Regions from separate parts of the Mus musculus genome. Here region 1 is linked to region 2. Evidence: chromatin contacts called from public HiChIP or PLAC-seq data. All regions are on one chromosome and are shown on one strand. Each heading gives the region's core, a stretch centred on a gene start, on an enhancer-like site or on the middle of the called end of the contact. The rest is flanking DNA. Distances are from core to core; before and after follow the strand shown.

Evidence for each region. HiChIP or PLAC-seq counts read pairs in DNA pulled down with a chosen protein or histone mark.
Region 1: an H3K4me3 HiChIP or PLAC-seq map of pro-B cells shows a contact between it and region 2, with 2.8 times the contacts expected there. The contact joins two enhancer-like sites. A contact is called at or near these places in 2 of 39 promoter capture datasets (the C10 cell line and pre-B cells), 1 of 484 Hi-C or Micro-C datasets (centroblasts), 1 of 115 datasets of contacts at active chromatin or transcription factors (pro-B cells) and 4 of 9 other capture datasets (adipose tissue, embryonic tail, liver and 1 more).

What each region holds. Positions count from the first base shown.
Region 1 is chr1:165,923,577-165,931,459 of GRCm38.p6, reverse strand. The region is part of intron 2 of Pou2f1 (POU domain, class 2, transcription factor 1); the gene reads left to right. Among named protein-coding and RNA genes, the nearest start is that of Pou2f1, 75 kb to the left of the region's middle. Within about 2 kb of position 3,374, at least 11 of the 459 cell types and tissues checked have an H3K27ac peak or open chromatin away from gene starts, as enhancers often do. A contact at or near this core is called in pro-B cells, where this site is marked.
Region 2 is chr1:165,694,966-165,702,247 of GRCm38.p6, reverse strand. The region is part of intron 1 of Rcsd1 (RCSD domain containing 1); the gene reads left to right. Among named protein-coding and RNA genes, the nearest start is that of Rcsd1, 9.5 kb to the left of the region's middle. Within about 2 kb of position 1,582, at least 145 of the 459 cell types and tissues checked have an H3K27ac peak or open chromatin away from gene starts, as enhancers often do. A contact at or near this core is called in pro-B cells, where this site is marked.

The sequences.
Region 1 (7,883 bases), core at 2,125-4,624, 230 kb before region 2:
CATCAGAGAAACTAGAGGTAGTTATGGGAATGGTCCTTTGGGACACATAGTCCTAGGTCTGGATTATGGATCTTCATTTACTGTGTCATATGTGCCAGAAGCTGTCAGATTCTTGGTTATAGGTATAATCAGAATAGTAGATGTGGTCTACCCTGCATTTGATATAAATTATGCTAAAGTTTTGATTGTGTCAGAAGTTATAAACTTGTCTAGTATATCCTTTCATTTTATTTTAATAAAATGTATACTTAACCCAAACCTTTTAACAAGAGAAAAACTAAGTACCATATAAATTTAAAAAATGAAACTCTTTGAGAGAAAGGTAAATCTATAAATATATATTCAGCCCATCCTTGTAAGTCAGTCAGCTCATAGGACATTTGACAGTCTAACTATCATCTGACAGATACGATACAAAATTTCCTCAGTTTCTGCTAGAGGCAAAAATCAAAACAATAAACCATATGAAGGAAATTATGGGCAAGGAGTTATAGAAAGTCATTATCAGGTAAACTAGACTCTGCTTACTAAAGGGTTTAACTTCTCTGACTAACATTTCACGACATGTCTACCTATGGGAGGTAGTAAGAAGGACAGTCTCTCTTGAACCTTTGTTTTCCACTACTCCTGATCATAGGTAGAAACTTTAATTACAGTAGAAGATTGGGTTGACTCAGTGGAAGTCTTGTGTCTGCACCTGTGTCATTGTAAACTGTCCTGTATTTGGAAAAACACGGAAGTACTTTTTAAAAATAGGTACTTCTTTACGGGAGACTAAGGCTTTCATGTTCAGCTTTGCATATTCAGTATGTCCCTGCTTGTCTTGTTGAAGCTTGCTGAATAGCTACAGTGGCATCTCTTCCCCAAGATGAGGGAAAGGAGCATTGCATTCTGTCCAGCCAGCTTTCTTGTTTCTCTTCCCTGTCTGGACCCCTTGTTTATCTTATCACTGCCTTATGCTGATATAAGTGGCCTTTCTAAAGGAGTGGGATTTGTTTGCAGAGAGTAACTAGGCAATCAGACCTATGAATAGGCTCGGAAGTATGGGTAGGACTCCCACATCTAAAGAGTACCTCCCAAATTTCTCGAAAGGAAAAAAAAAAAACTCAGAATGATTACAGAATGTTGAAAATATCCATGATGTCAGACCCCTTGAAAATCTATATTTACTTTTAATACTACAATTTCTCTACTATTTATTGGGTGCCTACAATATTTAATTTCAACCTTTGTTTTTTTTTTTTTTGTAAACGTTAGTGCTATGCATATTATCTGATTTCATTTAAATTCATATGACAAGTTAGATATTATTTCAAAGACTAGGGAGTTAAAGTATAAAACCAGAGAAGAAATAAAGGCAAGTTTAGACTAGCACCTGTGTAAGGTTTTTCTCATGAACTATAATACATAAAATTGAAAATTTAAGCAACATATTATGTGTTCAAACCCAAAGTCATTTCTAGAACTGTATAAAATACATTCTTGCTGGGACACTTGGTGAACTTTGTGAATTACTCGCCTTGTGAGAATATGGGATGTGTAATAGATCCTTCTCATAGAGCTGAGAACTGTCAGTTTACACAGTCACTTTCTGTGTTGTGTCCTTGTTTGTTTTAAGAAACAGTGATTGGCCTGGAACACTTTATATAAATTTAAAAAAAAAAAAAAAAAAAGCTGGCCTTGAACTCCTAAAGATCCTGGGGCTTCTCCCTGAATTCAGAGGCGCGGTGACAATTCAGATAGATACTTATTACGACCAGTAACTCATTTTCCTAGACTTCTTTGCTTCTCCATCACCAGTGGTAGTGATTAATATTCTCTTTTCTCTACAAAGAGAAAATTAATTGCTTTTCTGTAAGATCTCTGCTAATATAGTACCATCTAGCTAGATCAAATATGAGCAGGTTACTACCCTGAGAGGCATAGAGCTCACTTCTTGTTTATTTGCTGCAATGTGCCCTATCTTCATAGACACAGATTGTTTCCACATTTTGGACCATTTCAGAATCAAAGCACACTTTATTGATTTCTTAGTGTTAAGGGTATGCCGCTATGCTCTTAGCGCTCTCTGCTGGTATTAATTTATTAGTTTAGAAATATAGATATGTTTGAGTTCTGTGTTGTACATTAGATTATTACTATTATATATATTAGAAATAAAATTACGGGTTTTTGTTCTGTTTTGTTTTCTTTTGTTTTGTTTTAAAGTAGGATGTAATGGGTTATGCCCAGCAGTTGGAAAATTAAAGCAGGAAGATTATCTTGAGTTTCAGGCCAGGCTAGACTACATAACAAGACCTTGCTTGCCTCAAGAAAAGAAAACGTGAAACACAGTGACACCATTTGTGCCATGATAAAGAAAATAGTAGCTTATTTAGATCATGTTATGCCTGTTTTAGTTTTCATTTTAAAATTCAGTGAACTATATAGACTGTTTGCTCTTTTTCATTTGTTTAGTAATTTGTGTGTGTGGGGGGGTTGTTTGTTTGTTTTTGTAGTTCATGAAAAAGTCCAGATTTTAAAGAAAGGAGCCCTGAATATTATATAAAACCAAAGTCTAAAACTTTATAGGTTCAGGAGACAGTTGTGTCGACCTCTTTTTCCTAAAATGATCACAGCTAAGAGTTTGCTTTATAAGATTTTAAGGGTAATGAGAGGTATGAAGGTCAGGCATTCTGACCATGCATTTTAGACAGACAATCTTCATATGCACACAGAAAATTTGTGATTCAGGTTTGTTCAGGATTCTGTCTTATATGTAAAATGTTATAGGTGTTATTACTAGATTTGGTACAAACAGATGAGACTCACAGTCTTCTTAACAATCTACCAAAAGCCAAGACATTAACAAAACTGGTTCTGGATAGTTTATGGTGAGTTATCCAAGATCAAGCATAGAAGAGCAACATAATGTTATTAAATGGCCTGCCTACCTGTCTCCCTCCCTCCCTCCCTCCCTTCCTTCCTTCCTTCCTTCGTAAATTATTTTTTAAGTGGGGTATAGTGTGGTACATGACTTTAGAATCAGCACTTGGGAGGAGTTGCAAAGAAATAAATACAACACACCAAAATAGATTCAAAAGACTGTACAACTCAAGGAACTTCTTTCTATCCCATTAGATTATACATTCAGAACAGAAGCTATTAAGCTTCCTTCACGTTGAATTTTATACTTCACTATCTAATATATTTTTATGCGGTATCAGCTATCAAAACCAAAAAAAAATCCGTGGCAGAGTTAGAAAAGAAATTAGCTTCGTATCCCTTGTATTTGTATCTGTTTCCTACATTCAGTCAGTCCTTCCCTCACCCCCATAACCTTTCTTCTTCTTTTTTCTACATGTGGTATCATGGCCCATGTACATTTATTTGCATATAACTGGCTAGTTTCCACATGAGGGAGATGATGTATTTTTTTCTTTCTGAGGTTAGGTAACGTCATTTAATATTACACAATCAAAGTCCATCAATTTTTCTGCACATTTTGTGATTACATTTTTCGTTAGAACTTTATAGAATTTCGTTTTATATATCATATTTTCATTGGCCATTCATCTGTTGACAGACCAGATTCCAATTTCTTGCTTTAGTGAATAAAGCAGCAAGGGGTGTAAATATCTCTATGATAGATTGTGGAGTTGTGGGTATGGGCCCAGGAGTGACAGAGTAAGATCATGTAGTAGTTCTATTTTTAATTATTTGAGAAATTTCCAAGCTGATTTCCACAATGACTACACTAATTTGCATATCTCCCAACAGTAGTGTCACCACATCTTCTATCACATTTGTCGTACTTACTGATGGCAGCCATTCTCACTGGGGTGAGGTCTTATCTCAGAGTAGTTTAAATTCTTATTTCCCTGTTGGCTAGGGATATTAACACATTAAAAATAGTTATTGGCCATTTTTGTTTGTTTGTTTCTTTTCTTAAGTTATCTATTTAGCTTATCTGCCCATTTGTTAATTGGCAGTTTTATTTCCTTGGTATTTGACTTCTGCAGCTCTTTGTAAATTCTGAACATTAGCCCTCTGTCTGAAGTGTGATATAAAGATGTTCTGCCATTCTGTATGTAGGGTGTCAGTTTGTTCTGTTGATTATTTCTTTTAATGAATTTTTAAATACACTTATAGGCAAGGTAAAATGAACCACCATTGAGGGAGAAAGTGTACAAATTAAAACAAGTGGGTTGGGGGAGAAACCAGAGTTCTCATTTCAAGAAGCCACATGAATGTTGATGGTTGTTGTGGCTTGCCTGTAAGTCCAGCCTTGAAAAGCAGTGGTAGAGCTTTCTCTAAGCAAGCTGGCTAGCAAGACTACTCAGTGAATATGGAGGAAGTGATCAAGTATGATTCCTAACATCAATCTCATGTGCAGTGAACTATGCACATATAGAAACATGCATACACACCACACACATGATGGCAGCAGTACACAGAACAGATGGTTAGCTTTGTAAGAAAGTTGAGAAGAAGACAGGAGAACTGCATTTGTGGTCTCCAGTACTCCAGGTGCCTACTGCACCCAGAGGACTCACTGCAGTGCAGTAAGATAATGATTTTGATATCAAATTCATTTTACAGAAAAATACATATAAAAAATAAGCAGTCAACATTGAGACTATTCCTTAAGAAGTATGTGATTCATGAGAATTCAGTATAAGGAAAAATGTATTTCCAAGTTGGAAAGAAAGTGTTATGGAAGACATCATTAGAGGAGGTAGAGTTTATGCTGCCCATTGAAGAATGGGTTACAGTTAAACATAATGGTGGTTGGCATTTTACCCTCAGCATGAAGAAGCAATAAAAGCTAAGATGAAGTTAAAGAAAGATGTACCAAGTCTCTCTCTCTCTCTCTCTCTCTCTCTCTCTCTCTCTCTCTCTCTCTCTCTCTCTCTCTCTCTCTCAAATTATGGTATGTTGTATGATCTCCAGACCCTTTTCTGTTTAGTCATTCCCAAAATTACAGAATTACATTCTTGTAGAGACTTTAATTTAGCCAGTATTACTACATTGGCTTTCTTTTTCATTGGAATTGGAATTGATCTTCTATCTTGCTTTGTGTGTTGCATGCACACTAGTGTGATGTGGGATTCTCATACATGCTCATGTAAAGATCAGAGCAGGACATCAGGTTTCTTCCTCAGCTGCTTTCCCCCTTGTTACAATGGGAAAGGCTTCTCACTGCACTTGTTGTTTTGGCCAGGTTGGCTGTCCAGCCAACTCTCCTGATCTATCTACCTCTACCTTCAGTGCTAAGGTTTTAAGCACACAGAAGGCTTTAACACTTATGTCATGTTTATGTCATGGCTCTTGCCTGTAATTCCAACCCTTCAGAAGTAGAGGCTAGAAGGAATTCAAGGGCATCCTCAACTGTAGCAGGCTTCAGGACAGCCTGAACTACAAGAGACTTTGTTTCACAAACAAACCAGAAAGCCACTTTATTTTTTTAGTACTTGTAGTTGGCATAGTTTTTCTTGCTGTGAGTTGTTTTATTTCAGTTTTATCAGATAAGACACAATAAATTACTTTAGTCTCCTTTTTTTATTTGTTAAGGCTTACTTTTTTGACCTAAGGCTACTGTTGGAATATTCTGTACATATTTGTTAAGCCCATTCGATTTATGATGTAGTTTAAGTCTGTTTGACCTTTTAGATTAGACAACCTATTTAAAGATGAGAATTGTCTTATTTATGTGGGTTTGATTACAAAAACTAATAAAGTATTCTCTAAATTAAAAAAAAATAAAGATGAGAATTGAGTATTAAAGTAACCAATATTTATTTTGTCATAGCCAATCAGCCCTTTTATACCCATTAGTGTTTATTTGATACATTTGGGAGTTCCTTTATTCTATGCATGTATGTTTACAATTGTTGTATCTTCTTGGTGGAATGTTCCTTTAACTAGCATGTAATGGCCCTATTTGGAATTCTGGCTTGAAGTCTACTTTATCAGATGTCAGAACAGCTCCACCAAGCTTAGTTTTTTATTCTGACTAGTTAACTTCCCTCCTATAACTCTCAGTCTCTATCTAGGTATACCAGGATGCTTCTTGGCAACAAAAGTTAGTCTGGTCTATTTTTATAATCAGCCAGTCAGTTGGCGAGTTGAGGCCATTTACATGTAAGGTTGATACATGTTTACTAATTTAATTGGTTGTTTTTCTAGTTGGTTGGATTGTTTGCCTTGTCTTGTCTTTCTTCCACGCTAGTAGGGGTTTTCTGGATTATTGTGTATTTTTCTTCCTTCTCTGTATAACATTCCTCTAAGTATCTTCTACAGTGCTAGCTTGGTTGACACTGCCTTAGCTTCTGCTTAAACTAAAATGTCCTTATAGTTTGCCTGTCTTAAAGAATAGCTTGCTCTACAGAACAGTCTCAGCTGCAGTTCATGGACTCTCAGTAGTTGTGCCATTCCATCCTTCCCTGAATTTTAGGTTGCTGACAAGATGTCAGATATTATTCTGATGTCTTTGACTTTGTAGGTAAGTTAGCATTTTCACGCTTAATTTTGAAATACTGTTTGTTTTCTTGGTATTCTAGACATCTGACTATAAAAGTTGTGTATTTCTTCATTTCTGTTTCAGATTCTAAGTATCTCAACATCTGAGGGCTTCTTTCTTTCTCTTGATTTGAGAAATTTCCGCTATAATTTTGTAGATGAGATTCTCTGCCTTTATTTTTTTAATTTAATTTTATTTTATTTTTTGTTTTTCAAGACAGGGTTTCTCTGTGTAGTCCTGGCTGTCCTGGGACTCATTCTGTAGACCAGGCTGGCCTTGAACTCAGAAATCCGCCTGCCTCCTGAGTGCTGGGATCAAAGGCGTGCACCACCAATTCTGCCTTTAATTTTTAATCTCAGTTCCTCCCTCTAAATTTGGTGTCTTACTAGTTGCCCAGGGTTGTTGGCTATTGGATTATTGTGTGGGGTCTGTCTGTCCATCATTCTGTTTTGTCACCCTCCTCCAACCCCTGCCTCCCACATACACACGCCACATTGGTGTTTAAACATAGTGTTTCTTCAGTCTTGTCCTTCATTCCTTGTCTTCCTTCTACTTGGTTGAGTCTACTGGTAATGTTTGGTTCATTGGGTTTTTCACTTTTGACATTTTTTTTTCTCTCGATTTTTTTTTTCCTGAACTGTTTCCCACACACTCCCTTTCTCTCCTGTGCTACTCACCTTCTACTGTGTTTTGTTGAGGTTTTATGTCGCCAGCTCTCTGGAGATGGGACTTGATTGTGTCTTCCTTGAAGTCATGGCAATTTAACTAGTGAACTTTTGAAATTGTACTTATTTCACTATCTTTGAATTCAGTCATTGAGTTAGTTAAGATGTTTTAGAGGAGTAATATTGCCTTGCTTTTTTCTACTTTTTGTGTTTCTAGGTTGTGATTTATGTATGTTGTTTTAGACATCTCTTCAAGTTTTATTACAGAGTCTTGCTGTGCAGCCCACTCTTAGAAATGAATCCCCAGTGTCGTTCAGTAAGGAGAAAACTGACTTGTAATAGCAACAGCATCAGACTGTATAAAACACAGAAATACTCTCAAAACTCAGTTAAAGCCCACCAGTCTGTAACCTATGTACTAAGAATTATTCAGGATAAATGTGGGGATGATTAAGATAAGGAAAGGGGAAAAAGAATTGAAGAAGAATGTTGTGGGCAGGGAAGATCAGAAAAGATAAAATGAGAAATGAACAACAAAAATCCCCAAAATAAAAAATTCGACTTAAAGTGTAGTAAAGAGAGGGAAATGGAAACTTGGGACAAAGGAAGAAGGAATTAAGTTAAAGAAAAATGTTGTCTTTTAAGTGCTCACCTTTCTTACTCTCTAGCCTTCTTTTTCTCTCTCCCTTCCCCCTTCTCTCCACGTAGCTATGGCT
Region 2 (7,282 bases), core at 333-2,832:
GAGATTTGTGGACATTAAGTGGTGAACCCGTGAGGCTCACGATGGAAAGTCACACCTTTGGGCGGATCAGACCCTGTTCTAGTGAGAAGGCTTCTTCTGATTGCCATTCAAGACTCAGTAGCTCCCTAGGAAAGGTAAGGTGGACTTGCAGGATCTTTCCCTTCCTAAGTCTCTTCGCCTGAATCCCCGGCTGGAAGCTCGTAGTTCTGGCCATTGGTCTTCCTAGCATCATAGATGTCCCTGTACCATCTCAGAGCTGTCCTCTGGGCCTGTGGTAATGACAACCCTTCCTCCAGCTGAGTCTTCTATAGTCTATTGGTGTCCGTTTGCAAGATAACAGATGGCTGTTTTGGGTTGTTGCTGCTGATTTATTTGTGTGCGTGTGTATATGCCGAAGTGCATGTGGAAACCAGATGTCAACACCGAGTGGCTTCCTAATTGCACTCTGTCTTGCATTTCTGAGTCTCTCACTAAATCTAGAGCTTGCCGATTCAGACACGGGTCACCATGCCTGACACACACACCCCCCCCCTTGTAAACTAAGTGCTGGGGACTGAGTTTCAGTCTTCACGCTTGCAGAGCCGGTATCTGATTCGCTGAGCTATCTCCTCTGCCCACAGAACTGTTTAATTAGGATTAGCCAACACATAATGATCATTTACAGCCTGCCAGGCACTGGGCCTCTATCTGTGACCCATCTCTCACCTTGCTGACCCTCTCAGAGGGGAAACAAGCACTTAGACCCTTAATTGTAGAACAGGATGAGAGCTTGCCCCACTGGAGGAGGGGTGCCACACCCAGCCTGGGGCTCAGGGAGGGCTTCCGGTGATGGATGACCTCTGAGTTGAGTGTTGAGGGAGTAGTTGAAGTTAACCAACCACAGAGAATTAGGAAGAGTTCATTCTAGGCAAAAGCAAGCCTCACAGGATGGGTGTTGATTCCTGGAAGGTCAAAAGAGATAACAAGCTTTGAGAGGGAGCTCTGAGCGGTAGCAGAGAAGCGGAGATTGCCGTTACTACCATAAAAGGCTCTTTTCTATTTGGAGAAACAAGAGCTACACATATGACAGGACATGTTAAAAATACAAGATGTGATCTTGATTAGCTGGGAGGTGTGAGAGGTGTATGGAGTTTAAAGTCGGCTTCTTCTGTGTGGGAGAAAGAGAAAGCGGGCTTCCTCCTTGGGCTTCCCCTCCAGGTGCTTCCCCTCCATCATCTGACAGCCTTGGGGGCTTCAGTCTCAGTGAGATCACTCCTGTCTGCCACTCCTACTGAGGACATTCAGTTTGACACAGGGTCTTGGCCCCAAGGGGAGTCTTCCATCAAGTCCACCAAAGCCATCTTCAAGACCACCTCTTCTTTTCTTACTAGAGGCCTCAGAACAAATCACACACACACACACACACACACACACACACTCCTGTTCCACTCCCCCTGCCGATCAGCTCACATCTCCCATTGTGGTCACCCCTTCTGCTCACTCTGTGAAAAAAACAATTTGTTTCTCACTGTCTCCAACCAGCCCAGGGGTGAGCCAGGTGGACCAAGGAGCAACAGCAGACCAAAGGCACCCACGTTAGCCCCACCCAGTTAAAACAGAGCAACGGAAATGAAAGGCTGAGCCTGTGGTTCCTGTTGCACAACTCAGGCACCCACCAGAGAGGGCATTTTCATCTATAAAATGCCATGGAAGGCTTCCACCTCCTCTGAACCTCCCTCCCTGCTCGACCCTCACCCCGAAGGGTTCATTCCAAACACATGAGCTACAGGGCCGCTTACTCCAGCCTGCTGCCCCACCCCCACTCTCTCAGTCCTCCAGAACACATTCTTGGGCCTCAGGTCCCTGACTTGTCATGCTTCTGAGATACGAACTGATGGATAGTGGGAAATTCACTCCGAGCAGCCACAGCCGTGGCGGCGTGGGCAAACATCTAAAAGCTCTCCTCACAGTGGTTACTACATGTTACAGACTTCCTAGCTGTGGGTGTTTTCCATAAATGGATCTTTTTAATCCTTATAAAGTCTTTCTGCATTTGTTTTCTGGACAAGTAAGGGGCCGTGTTGCTGGAAGATCTGGAAGGTGATTGTTCCGAGAGCCACAAGGGTGCTACTCCGTGTGTGGGGGTCTAGGGCCCTGTGCTTTCTCTTCTTCTGCCTGGACCATCTTCCTTTAGCCATTGCTAGGCTAGGCCGCTCAACACTTGGAGTTTTTAAGACCTGGATCAGCTGAATTAATTCTGATCCTCATCTAAAAGACATCAAGAAGACTCCATTGTGACACCCGCCATGGCAAGGAAGTGGAATTTTGAAAATTCATTTTTGTTGTTAAGTTGTGTTTTTGTTTTATTTTGTTTTGTTTTGTTTGAGACAGGATCTCCTGTAGCCCAGGCTATCCTTAAATTCTTGATCCCTCTGCTACCATTTCCCAAATGCCAAGTTTATAAATGTACATTACGCCAGGCACGGTGGTGCATGCTTTTAATCCCAGGGGAGACGGAGGTAGGTGGATCTCTGAGTTCAAGGCCAGCCTGGTCTACAGAGCAAGTTCCAGGACAGCCAAGGCTACACAGAGAAAACCTGTCTTGAAAAACTGAAAAATTTAAAATAAATACATTTTTTTAAAAAATGCTTTAAGGATCTTTAGAGCATAAGACCTCAGAAAGTCAAATGAACTCAGCAGTTTCTTTCGTTCCCCTTTACTTTAAAGGTGGGGGTCCTTAAACTGGATGTGTGGATAGGCGTGCTGGGAGTCAGTAGTGGCTGAGTCAGAACTATGGCAATGGCCTTCTAACCCTCAGGGCACTCTCTACAGGACATGTTGGATCCACATGCCTGACTCACATGCACTTTGCTGTCTCTGCAGCGCAGAGCCTCGCCTTCTGCCGGCTCACTGCCTTCTGCAGGCTCTCCCCGGTCTTCCAGACTCTAGGGTTCAGTGTGTCTCGAGGCCCTCCCAGCCAATCTTTATTCTCAGTGGGAGTTGGGAGAAGAACAGTTTTCATTATCACTGTTTTAACTAGAATCAGGAGACCATGAGCCAAGGCTAGAAAAGGTCCAGCCTCGTCCAAGTGCAGCACTGGTTCTCTCTCACTGGGCTGCTCTCCACCTTGAGGGAGGTTCCCTAGGGAGATTTGTGGTCCCTGTTGGCTGGTCATGGCCATGTGTCCTCATGAATACTCTGGGGAGAGTGAGGAAGATTCTAGAAGTTTTTCTTGTGGAAGTGTGTGGGAGGCTCAATGAGAGAGGCTCACTGGTCTACCTGGTGCTCTGGGCTGCTGGGGAATGGGACAGATGGAGAAGCCAAAGTCAAGGAAGTTAGCCAGTTTGTGCATTTGCTAAGTGTATGCATCTCTGCTAAGAGATGGCCATGGCTGGTGTTAGCTAGACCATGCTCCTTCCTGAGGCTCCGAGGAACAATCCTCTTCACACCTCTCTTCCCTCCTAGAACTTGCTGGCTCTGGCTTGAGGCTACATCCCTCTTCTCTCTATGTGTTCCTAACAGGGACATGTGTCACCAAATTTTGACCCTCGATAACAATTCAGGATTATGATCCCCTCATTTAAAAAATCCTTAAGTCCCTCTACAAAATCTCTTTTTAGAACTAAGGTTGTATTTACAGGTTCCAGGGATGGGGGCGAGTATGTGATTAGGGAGCCACTAATCACCGCTTTTGCAGCAGGAAACTTGTTATCCATACAGCCGTTGGGGGCTTGGGGATGGATAGGGAAAATCCTTGATATTAGATTGTAGTGTAAGCATCCTTACTGCTATGCTCAGGTTAACATCGAATGAATATAGTGGATATTCATTAGCATTTACTGTGTGACAAATTTCTTTCCCCCTTAGGTAGCCCATTCCACTTTTGTCTTCTTTAGACTTAAACGGGTGCAGAGCTCAGCTACAGCTTTTCGCTGGGAGAGCTGCTGTTACGAAGGGGAGTCCCTGGGGTGCAAAAAGCATATCCGAGGAGCCAGCCTCTTCTCCTGATCTCTTCTCTTGCTAGTGAGACTAGCTGGGCTGGCAGGCTGGCAAGAGCTGATCAAGACAGGTGAGTGGATAGCTCGGTTGTGTGAGTTTCAAGCCAGGTGAACGTTGCTGTAACAAACAAGGCCACAGTTCTAGTCTACACAGCAAGCGCCTGTTCATTCCGACAGTGTGATATGACCGCCATAGCTTAGCTAGCCCTTCACCTCATCATTTGTCCTTTGTCTGAGACCTGGAAAGGTGACAAATAGCCACACAGCTCCTCACAACCACCGAGCCCAAATGTATAGTTCCTCCTACCACCTCCCATGTCGACGTGAGCTAGAAAGACTGCTTGTGGTGGCTTTTATAGGCCGAGGGAGTCTTGCTTCACAGAGCTGCCCATCTCTGAGCTGGTCTGGAAGCAAAGCTGTGTCCTTCAGGCTGCTGAAGGTGGGAAGGCTGAGGAAGGCATCAACTTTACCCGCCGCTCAGTCTTGGGCTCTGGAGATTGTCAGAGCTCTGTGGTCAGATCTGCTCTTCCTGGTTGAAGTAAAAGTTGCTTTGCAAGCAGAAAGCTTGTTCCCAGTGATGCTAACTGCTCTCTGGGCTTGGGGGATGGTTTAGAAAGGCAATAGGTTTAGAGGGGAAGTCAAGAGTGAGTTTGTGTGTGTGTGTGTATGTATATATGTGTGTGTGTGTGTGTGTGTGTGTATATATATATATGTATGTATATATATGTATATGTATATATGTATATATATGTATATATGTATATATGTGTATATATATATATATATATATATATATATATATATACACACACACACACACATATTTCTATTGGAGACATCTATACCTAAGCTATTAGTTGTGGCTTCTTGGACAGTTTCTTAAACATCTTGGTCCTGGAATAGCCCAATCCACAGAGCATGCTGTCAGGAGAAGCAGTTTATAGCTTTATTGACTCCTGGAATTTGAAAACCTTTTTGCCTTTTGCAGCCACACAGTGTTAAATCACCCCCTTTGATTTTTAAACCCCGCCTCTACTACCATCAAACAGGGACCCTAAGCCTTTCCCTGCTTGCAGTTAATGACACCAATGATCACCATTCTTTTCCATGGCCCTTGTTCATAAGTCCTGCCCTCTGTGCCTATGGAAGGGTTAGTGAAGGTCACTGGAACTTGGCGGTGATGTTGAAGGACGCAGTCCAATCATTAGACTTGTGGCAAGCCCAGGAGGGCGCTGCGCCAGAGGGAGATGGGAACTCTGAGTGTCAGGCTCAGGGGTTGATAGCAACGTCATAGTCTGTTCTCTATCAGTAAAACTAATGTCGCTTTACCATCCAGGCTGTCTTAAAGGAAATCTGATCATGCATGTCCCAGATAAGATAATTGATGATGTCAGCTTGAAAAGCTACAGAGCCACAAATTCATGGTGGTGGTGTCATTAATACTTAATCAATTAATGTTTGAAAAATTGTGATAACTCAAACAGGACTTATAGTATAGGTGTTAGAAGAGGAGGTGATGAAGGGGGCATGAGCAGAGCCTTGAGACAATAAGGATCATAATATAAGCAAGGACATTTATACAGCATCATAGTGGCTCTGGAGGCCGAGCACAGTGGCTCACACCTTGAAACCCAGCACCTGGGTGACAGAGGCAGGACTCTTTGTGAGTTTGAGGCTAGCCTGGTCTACAAAGCAAGTCAACCAGGGCTATTACAGAGAAACCCTGTCTTGAAAAAAAAAAAACAAAAAACAAAAACAAAACCTAAAACAAACAAACAAACAAAGGTAGGTCTGGGCCAGAAATATAGCTTAGTTTATAGAGCATTTACCTTGTATACAGAGATCCGGGTTCGGTCCTTAGCACACACCAGGTATGGTGGTGGTGCATGCCTGTAATTCAAGCATTTGGGAAGTAAAGGCAAGAGGATCAGTGAGTTGGAAGCCAGCCTGAGCTAAACAGCCTCTCTCAAAACAAAAACAAATCAAAGGTTCTGGGGCCAGTGAGATGTCTTAGGCAGTAAAGGGCTTGCTGCCCAGGCCTGATGACCTGAGTTCTATCTTTGGGTTTCCATGTAAGGGTGAAAGGAAAGAACCTACTCCACGAAGTTATCATTTGACTTTCAGATGGCTGCTGTGGCATGTATACATCCCCGTATGCACATATCTTACACACAATAACAACAACAACAATAAAAACACCAAGTTCTGACCTGGGCCGTGCAAAAACACTTTTCTTCGCTTCTCTAAAGTGGAAGATCTAAACACATTGGCCACAGACCCTATGATAAGACTGATACAGACACAGAAAGCCCTTGTCCCTGCAGGAAGGATCAATCATAGGTTCCCTGTGGATCTACATGCAGATGGTCACATGCAGAGACAGTACTGTAAGAGCTAAAGAGCATAGGTCCAGGAGCCAAGTAGCTGAGATTCAGTCTAACATAACCCATTCACTAGAGTGTGAACAGTCTGACCTTACCATTCACTGGAGTGTAAAATCCTGCACTCTAGTCTTTAGAGAACACCTCTGAGTTAACTTTAGGAAAAGGGCCAGGTGTGGATAATGAGCCAGGGAGGGGGCTGTTATTGGAGGAAAACAACCCATGCAGTTGGTGCAGCTTTGACTGGGACACCAGGACATCTGAAGGTCCCCTCTAGCCCCAGGGTTTGTGGCAACCTAGTTATTGCAGACCACACACAAGCCCACCTCTTTGGATTTCTGCAGACAGCTGGACCTGGTGTGAAGTAACAGATCAAAGCTGTAGGCCCCCAGGGCAGCCAAGGCCTGCTAGAGGAAGGGAGACTCCTAGACTTAAATGTAAAGGAAGGGAGGAGAGGAGACAACTGTATTTTATGCCTTCAACCTGGAGGAGTGATTAAGAGAGGAGACAGGAAACGAGGAAAAGATCAGTCACTCTTGATATGGGCACAGACCTCACAGGATGCCTAAAGTCAGAGCACCACATTAATAATGTAATGCCTTCCCTATCTATCTATCTATCTATCTATCTATCTATGTATCTATCTATCTATTTTTTATTTCACTCATATCCCAGGCTGGCTGGCCTGGAACTTGTGGCAATCCTCCTGCTTCATTCAGCCTCCCAAGTGAAGATCTGGCAAGTGTGAGCTAACAGGCCTGTCTTTGCCTTTTCTATCATAATTACAGCATGTGCTGTGGTCATAACCTTTATAGTGTAAGGCACACTTGCAACACTACTATGCACGATTTTGTTTTGTTTTGTTTTTCCTTTGTCACAGTTTTATGGGTAGAGCATTCAATCTTACAGAGTCTTAGCAGCTAA